Regions from separate parts of the Mus musculus genome. Here regions 2 and 3 are each linked to region 1. Evidence: chromatin contacts called from public promoter capture Hi-C data. All regions are on one chromosome and are shown on one strand. The core of a region is the stretch at or near the end of the contact, and the rest is flanking DNA. Distances in the headings are between cores, read along the strand shown. Region 1 holds the start of Fcsk (fucose kinase). Region 2 holds the start of Gabarapl2 (gamma-aminobutyric acid (GABA) A receptor-associated protein-like 2). Region 3 holds the start of Atxn1l (ataxin 1-like).

Region 1 (2,756 bases), core at 224-2,723:
ACACGCCTTTAATCCCAGCCTTGGGGAAGCAGAGGCAGGTGAATCTCTGAGTTTGAAGTCAGCTTGGTCTCTGGAGTGAGTTCCAGGACAGCCAAGGCTACACAGAGAAACCCTGTCTTAAAAAAAAAAAAAAAATCTGAAGGATATGGTGGTGAGTTCGTACAATCCTAGCACTCTGGAGACTGAAGTAGGAGGAGTTTGAATGAGGGCCAGCCTGGGCTACATAGGAAGATCCTATCTAAAAAAAATAAAAAATAAAACAAAACAAAACAACCAAAAAACAGGTGGAGAGATGGATCAGCAGGTGGCTGCTCTTCTAGAGGACTTGGGTTTGATTCCCAGCACCCACATGGTGGTCACAATGGTCTTTAATTCTAACTTCTGGGAATCCAATACCTGCTGGCAACCTCTTCTGGAATGCACGAGGTGCAGACACACATGCAGGCAAAACACTCAGGCACATAAAATGATGGCATTGACGGTAATAATAAAAGCAAAGTCATTTTCATAATTATTCATTTTTATTTTCATATGCATTGGTGTTTTGCCTGCATTGGTGGTTTATGTCTGTGTGAGGATGTTGTGATCTGCCTGGTCCTCTGGAAGTGCAGTGAGTGCTCTTAACTAGTGGAGCTATCTCTCCAGTCCCTAAAATAATAACTTTTTAAAAATCCTTCTTAAGCGGGCTGTGGTGGCACATGCTTTTAATTCCAGCACTTGGGAGGCAGAGGCAGGTGGATTTCTGAGTTCGAGGCCAGCCTGGTCTACAGCATGAGTTCCAGGACAGCCAGGGCTATACAGAGAAACCTTGTCTCGAAAAACCAAACAGAAAACAAAAAACAGAAAAAAACAAACAAACCCCAAAACCCCCATCCTTTTTAAAAGGTCAAAATAAAGGGATTGGAGAGATGGCTCAGCAGTTAAGTTCTTCCAGAGGTTCTGAGTTCAATGCCCAGCCACCACGGGATGGCTCACAACCATCTGTTATGGGATTCGATGCCCTCTTCTGGTGTGCATGAAGACAGCTACAGTGTACTCATATTCAATCAATCAATCAATCAATCATTCAATTAATCAATAGTTAAGAAAGACTTAGCTTTAATAAAAAGTATTTTAAAAGGTCAAAATTACAGCCAGGCGATGGTTGCACACACACTCAATAGGCAGAGGAAGGCAAATGAGTTCCTGGACAGTGAGGGCTACAAAGAGAAACCCTGTCAAAACAAAACAAAACAAAACAATCAAAATATACTTTTACCTTGTACCCGAGTCACAACAAACAAACAAACAAACAAACAAACAAACAAACAAACAAAGAAACAGTTGGCCAGTGTCTTTAAGACACCTGTTCTCTCTGGAAATTTGTATATTTAGCACTCCTTGTAAGTTTGAGAACTTTGTCCTTTCAGTAAGGCGGGGCTGCGAGTAGGTTCTGAGGACTCTGGCGGGAGGCCGAATGAACTCCATTTCCCAGGGTGCGCCGCGCTGCATGCGCAGCCGCGTTAAAGAGCCGGCTCTGCGAGCGCTGGGCGGACGCAGGTATGTGGGTCCGCGGGGTCTTCAGTTCCACTGTAGTTTGGGGCGCCTTCCTGCGGGTTTCCCAGATCTCTGCCGTCGCCCCCAGCGCTAGTTAGCTGCAGGGGACCTCTGTAGTGCAGTCTTCTCTTGATCTGGGTTTTCAGAGGGAACCCCCACGACTTGCGGACACCTGGCACACCGAGCGACATTCCCTTGAGCCAGGGAGCTCTAGATGCCAGCGCTGCTCTGATTTTGATTTGAGTCGTTTTCCTGCCTCAGTTTACCCCACTGGGTACACATTGTATGAACGTATTGTTTACTATCTGGTTTTACTTCCAGCCAACTTCTTTCTGCCTCTTGTTCTTCAAAAAGCTGCAAATTAGAGTCTCCTGGGCCTGCCTCTCTCTCTCTCTCTCTCTCTCTCTCTCTCTCTCTCTCTCTCTCCCTCTCTCTCTCTCTCTCTCTCTCTCTCACTCACTCACACACACACATACATTCAACTTTTAAAGTTTTTAAAATGCTGAAATGTGCGTAGTCCCTACCTATACCATCTTTGTTCAATGAGCAGATTATGAGCTGGCATAGTGGCCCAGGCCTGTAAACCTAGTATTGGGAAGTGGAGGCAAGAAGATGGAAAGTTTGAGGCCAACTAAGGCTGCATAATATGAGCCTGTCTTAAAAATATGTACTTGGAGTGTGCGTGCGTGTATGCATAAGGGGCCTTATTTTATCATCCCTGGGTATGCTCACTCTCCTGCAATTTTCCTGAGGTTTCCTAGCACTGGAAAGCAAACAGAACTAAAAAAAAAATCAACCAACCAAAAATCCTTGACTAGATGAATTGGTGTAAGCTTTTAGCCAGGTTTGCTTTGTAGGACTATGTCGTAACTAAAAAAGAAAAGAAAAAAAAAAAAAAAAGACATAAAAAGTTCCAGTCCTCAAAACTCCAACTTGGATTGAGCAAATGAAGCTCTGTGAAAATGGGCAGAGTGCTGCTATAATTTCTTCTCTGTATTCTAAGATCACTGTGCAAATGCCACGTGTGACAACCCAGGACCATTCCTCCCTGTGACTGAGAACATAGACACGGGGACACACCCAGCTATTTATGCTAGCTCTACCTGACCTTAGGCAGCCTGCTTATTCTTTAAGCCAGGCTTCCTTTATGCCTGTGGTGTGATAAGATCACCTATTAGGACTGGTGAATGGCTCCTGTGAGCTGTCACTACAATGCCGTT
Region 2 (3,107 bases), core at 508-3,007, 1.0 Mb before region 1:
GCAACTTTTGCCTGGAATCCACAAAGGCTGCTACCTGGTTCCCAGCACTGTGAGAGGGACGGCGAGGGAGAGCGAGCTCCAGCACTTACCCACAGGGCTTGATTGCTCCAGTCTGATGAGCAGAGTGTGGACAAGGCAGTGTGTGGGAAACGGCACAGATGAGTAAATCAATATGCCCACAGCTCAAGAAGCCCCGCTCTGGAGGCCCAGAGCTGACTGATATTCCTCATTTCTGATCTCAGCGTTTGTAAGAGAAGCACAGCTACAAAGCTTTCTATCTTCTTCCAGAGACAGGGTCTCTCTGTTAGTCCCAGATGTCCTGGAACTGTAGACCAGGCTGTCCCCAAACTCTGAGATCAGCTGCCTCTGACCCCTGAATGTTGGGACTGAAGGCACGTGCCACCCCACTGCAAGGGTAGCTCTCTAACATTTTATCTAGGCCGATGAAAAGATTGATCTGGCTAGGGTTTCATCTGTCATCTTTTGATCCATAGATAGACCCTGTTAGAGCATTCCAATCCCCAACAACACTGGAAAGAAATGGATGAACTAAGGGCAAAGCTATACAACTACAGCCACCCAAGAGCCGACATTTTCATTTGGCCTGTTGCTTCTCTCTGAACAGTTAACATTTATCCTCCTGCTTCTCAAAGGGACTGTTTACAAGCAAAGCACTACAATAGTAAGACTTTATGTCCTTCAAAAATCAATAGTGATATCAGAAACGATCGCCCCAACTAGGGCAGAAAGCAGAAATAAAGCAACATACTTATTGATTAGAGGCAAAACGAGAGCATTTCAGATTTGTTAGTCAAACAAGGATGGCAGAATCAGGGTAAAGAGAAACTCGAAGTTAAAGGTCCAGCGTTAAAGATGACTACCTTGAAAGGATGCTACCGTATCCAACCCCAAATGCCAGTCTCCCTCCACCATCATTCCCCAAAGTGGCAGTGACCTGTTGCCCTGTCCTAGAACACGGTTCCTTACATAATTGGTGAGGGAGCCGAGAGGCTGCAAGCAGCTTGCTGCCCTAGATCGGGAGATTCAGCACTGGTGCCCCTGGACAGCACCAGCCCCTTAAGCCCCAAGCTTGGGCCGGCGGAACCCCAGGCTGTCCTCGGTCTCTGGGCTACACCTTGAGACCTTAAGTTCTCAACTGTTGCACGGCCTAGCGCGCCCGCCCGACACCTCTCCTAGACGCTAAGGGTGACAGCGGGGTGAGGGGGCGGGGAGTCCACACTCACCGGAACTCGGTCGGGGTACTTCGCTCTGATCTTCGCGGATTCCACGCATCTGTGTTCTGGGGAAGAAGAAAACCAGGCTGACATTCGCACTTGCCGGACAGCAGGGCCGCCGCTGCCGGAACCCCTTCTTCCTGTCCGCCCTTCTCCGCCCGCAACCTGCCTGCGTGCGTACGCCCCGAGTCCTAGCCCCGGAGTCCCTCGCCACAGATCCCCTCAGGAACTCCCAGCGAGATCCACGTAGGGCGACACGGGTCCGTGGGAGGCGCCAGGATGCCGGGGCCTTGGCGACCCAGCGGGCCCGGCAGGGCGGCGGGAGTGGGGGAGGGGCCGCGATCTGGGGCCCCGCAGGCCGACCGCGCTTACCCAGAGAGTGGTCCTCCTTAAACATCCACTTCATGGCGACGGGAAGCGACGGAGCCGGCTCTTCGAGCCGCGGACTTCGGCGAAGCGACCACAACAACAACGGAGGCGGCGGCGGCAGCGACGACTACTCCACAGGCGGGACTTCCGGCTGCCGGAGCCTAGCAACCTCCCGGGGCGGGGCTTCCGGCGGGCCTGGTAAGAGCTTCAGTAGGCTACGATTACGTGAGAGGGCGGAGCCTAAGCGGAGACCTAGGAGCGCTCCTGGGAATGGAGACTGACGTAGGTGGCTGGGAAGTCTGTGAGTGACAGTGGAGACTTTAGGAATTAGTGACTGGAATGGAGTTTCAGGATTGTGCATGACAGGCAGGTCATGGCTCATAGCTTGGAACGCTTGTAAAGGGCTCTGGAAGGGGAAGTCTGGGGCTTAAGGAGAAATGAATATTAATTTTTGGCTGGGTGAGAAGGCGGGAGCTCGGCATGGAGGGATAACCTGTTCCAAGCGCTGTGTGCAACGAGTACTGGTGACCACCTAGAGGTCTAGTATAGGAGTTGTTGCACCTAAAATTTGATTTAAACAAATCTCACTTCCCACTCACGAATACATATTTTAAACATTCATGAACACTTATGAACAAGTACCACACATACTCATTTAGTCAACGGAATATCCCTGATCACAGAGATTCTTTATCGGAAACTGTCAGAGGCGAAGTGCCAGTGTCAGGCGGGGAGGATTCCTGGGAGAGCTGGTCATAAGACACCCTAGGAGAAGGAGCTGGCAGTGGGAGTGGCTCGGCACTAACCCTGAGCTGTGGGTGTCACCTGCCCTAGGCACAAGCCTCGAGGTTCCACCCCTGTCCAAGTCGTAGCATAGTCATCCAGGAAGTCGGCTCTGGGTCACCATCTGTTTATGCACTGGTGAACACAGAACATGAATATGCAGTTAATCGGCCACCTGACCACGTGCTTATATGATCTGCCGCATCTGTAGAGCCAGTGTTTGAACCTTGTCATCAATCATTCCCTACAGTTGAAATTCCTGATAGATGCTGTGGCTATAACTTCATTCTGAAAGTATTTGTTATTTTCCACTGGGGGGAGGGGAGAGACTCAGTTCCCAGCAGGTAAAAACGCTTGGTGCCAAGCCTGCCAGACGGAGTTCAATCCTGAGGACCCAAGTGATGGAGGACAACCTGTTTACAAAGGTTATCTTCTGGCCTCAAGGCATTCACTGTGGCAAGCCTCCATACACATACACACCCAGATGCAGGGAAGATAATGAAAATCTTAAGGAAAAAAAAATTTAATTTAAAGAACTTTTAAAACTTTGTGTTAGCTGGGTGTGGTGGCCCATGCCTTTAATCCCAGTACTTGGCAGGCAGGTGGATTTCTGAGTTCAAGGCCAGCCTAGTCTACAGAGTGAGTTCCCAGACAGCCAGGGCTACACAGAGAAACCCTGTCTGGAAAAAAAAAAAAAAAAAAGACTGTGTCTGAGCAACT
Region 3 (2,729 bases), core at 21-2,520, 1.2 Mb after region 1:
GTTTTCTCTCTCTCTCTCTCTCTCTCTCTTTTATATAAAACACGCATAATCACTTTTTCTGTATAAATGTAATCTGAACACAAGACCAACTATTGGCCAAATGTGGGGCTTGCCTGCTGTGGTGGTTTGAATGAGAAACTTCGATATAGGCTTAGATGTTTAACTCTTGGTGGCCAGTTAGTGGCACTATTAAGGTATGTATGGCCTTGTTAGAGTCCCTATGTCACTAGGGACCTGGCTTTGAGGCTCAGAGCCACAGGCAATTCCAGGTTCAGTCTCTCTGCTTTGTGCTTCTAAGTTCTAGATGTGACCCCCTCCTCTCTGCTCCAGCCTCTATGGCTGCTGCTCCCTGCCAAGCTTTCCCACCACAATGGACTCCTAACCCTCTCAAATGGAACCACAAACTCAAATCCTTCTGGCAGTTGCCTTGATTGTGTCTTATCCCAGCAACAGAAAAGAAACGAATGCACCAGTGATACCATCAACTTGAGAGATAGAGGCAGGACGGTTAAGAGTTCAAGTTCACCCTAAACTACACAGTGAGTTCAAAACCACTCTGAGCTACTTGTGACCCTGTCTCAAAAACAAATGAACAAATAAGAAAAAAAAAATCCTCCCCCTCCAATCAGCAACCTAAATCAGCCATTCATTTTTGTGTCTGCTTAAGCCAATCAAACTTTCATTCAAGTATTTAGTATGAACTGGCATTATATGGGTGACAATATTCCAAACCAGTAGCCAAGCCCTGTATTCACTAAGCCAACCTGCTTTCCACTGTAGTAAGAATCCCGTCCTTATTGCTCACCCACTCCCAGGTCTTCAGTACTTTTTCATCTTTTTCTAGGTCCTGCACAGGCACACTTTTTTTTTTTTTTTTTTTTTTTTTTGGCTGCCTCAGGCTATTTCTAACTTTACAAGGCTCTTGACCCTTGAAAAGGTCTGGGCCCAGCTCTCTCTCACCCTGACCCTACAATGACCCTTCCATCTTTCTACTCCAGTAAATTCTGGGGCATCATAAACAAGGCCCCAGGGATCTCCACTATCTGGACTTCTAGTGACAGCTTGTGAAAACTTCTCCAGGGAATCCAGGTCTGGGAGCTTTTTAAGGAAACATCACCTACTCCCTGGACCCATTCAGTGGGACAGGCGTTCATTTTCCCACCAAAGGGGGGCGCTGGGTACGATGGGCAGGCGGCCAGTTTCCTCCTGTGTAAGTAGGCGGCGCTCCCAGGCCAGGGTGACGTCATCTCTCCGCGTCGGGGGGGGGGCGGGATGCGCTCAACGCCATCTCCGGGCGCCCGGCTTGGGGGGGTGCCCGCTGGGTGTGGGGCGGCTCCGGGGCCGGGGATGGCGGCGGCCGCGGTGGCGGCGGCTCCGGGACGAGCGGGAGGAGTCCTGGGAGCTCCGTGAGATGGGCCGGTGAGTGTCGCCTGGAGCGGTGGCCGCTGGGATGGCCTGAGGCCAAGCAGGCCTGGGTTCGGAGCTCTAGTGGAAGGGCCCCCCTAGAAGCCCGTTGCCTCACCCCGGCCGCGGGCCCCCTAAACAGCGGGCAGAGCGAGCGAAAGAGGCCGTGCCTAGCCCCTCTAGATGCTGCTTTCCCGCCTGGCCCAGAAGGCGGCCTCAGGCCCTGATGCCCCGACGGGGTTGTCCCCGCGGGTCAGGATGTCCGAGTTCTCAGGGCGGGAAGGGGCCCCAAACAAGGAAGCGTCGCCAGCGGGGCCTGGCCTCACCTCCACGTCCGACCCCCTACCCCGACTAACCCTAAACGTAGACTCCCCCAGTTCAGGCCTGTACCCCTGTCGGAACAAGGATCATCAAAAGCCATCATCCCTGGTGTCTCTCCCTTTTTGCTGCTCCCTTTTTGTGGGGCGCACCTCTCCCTCAGTGAATTTGGGTCCCCCTCGGTGTGCAGTCTCTTGATTCCATTCCCTGCATGAAGAGGAGCTGCCTTCTCGGCTAGGTTGGCAGGTCTCTGGAATAGTTCCGTTGCCCCTTAGCTCAGGGCCACAAGTTGTGTCATTTCCCATGAGAAATTCTCCAAAGCTGCACCCTACACCCACACCCGGTTTCAGATTTTGAAGTGTTTTGCCTTGTGGGAACCTGGTGGGCAGGCTGAGCTTTCTTTTTGCCTCTTTCCGTCCTTTCATTATTTTGTGTTTGCTAACTCCTCGGTGACCCATAGACGGATTTTCCTTAGCTTTTTTTTTTTTTTTAGCTACAGAGGGCAAGCATCATTTTGGGGGATTAAGAAAATGAAAGAAAGCTGAGTGCTTTCAATTAAACGTTTGATGAAGAATGAGTGCGTGACTTGTACCCACTTGGTGATTTATTTGTGGCATTAGGAATCTGTTTTTCCACATTTCCATCTTTCGTGTACCCTTGAACCATGCCTATCTTAAGTAAACGTTGCCTTCAGTTGGATCGAGCTTGCAATATTCTGACTTTGACAGAACAGGTTCCTCGGTACTAGTCAATACTGCTAATCCAGTTGTTAGGACTTCGTTGGCCCCGGTTTTGGTTTTGGTTGTTTTCTTTTGAGAGGGTCTTATGGAGCTCAGGCTGACTTCTGACTTGCTAAATAATCGAATGTAGTTGGTGAGTACCTTGAACTCACGATCCTCTTCTTTCTACCTCAAAGGTAGTAAGATTACAAAGTGTCCACTCCCATTTCCAATCTGTGAGGTGCTAGAGATGTAACCTCGGGCTGGATGCATGCTAGGCAGGCACTT

Evidence for each region. Promoter capture Hi-C pulls out the DNA fragments that hold promoters and counts their contacts.
Region 2: a promoter capture Hi-C map of liver shows a contact between it and region 1, with 2.0 times the contacts expected there. The contact joins the promoter of Gabarapl2 here to the promoter of Fcsk in region 1. A contact is called at or near these places in 2 of 39 promoter capture datasets (liver and pre-B cells).
Region 3: a contact with region 1 is called in a promoter capture Hi-C map of pre-B cells, with 4 times the contacts expected there. The contact joins the promoter of Atxn1l here to the promoter of Fcsk in region 1. A contact is called at or near these places in 2 of 39 promoter capture datasets (liver and pre-B cells) and 1 of 115 datasets of contacts at active chromatin or transcription factors (pancreatic cancer cells).

What each region holds. Positions count from the first base shown.
Region 1 is chr8:110,901,205-110,903,960 of GRCm38.p6, reverse strand. It overlaps Fcsk (fucose kinase), which reads left to right and starts at 1,473. Exons shown (of 24, transcript NM_172283.3): 1 at 1,473-1,539.
Region 2 is chr8:111,939,353-111,942,459 of GRCm38.p6, reverse strand. It overlaps Gabarapl2 (gamma-aminobutyric acid (GABA) A receptor-associated protein-like 2), which reads right to left and starts at 1,757. Exons shown (of 4, transcript NM_026693.5): 1 at 1,608-1,757; 2 at 1,245-1,300. The coding sequence starts at 1,641.
Region 3 is chr8:109,736,321-109,739,049 of GRCm38.p6, reverse strand. Atxn1l (ataxin 1-like) reads left to right here and starts at 1,270. Exons shown (of 4, transcript NM_001080930.2): 1 at 1,270-1,419.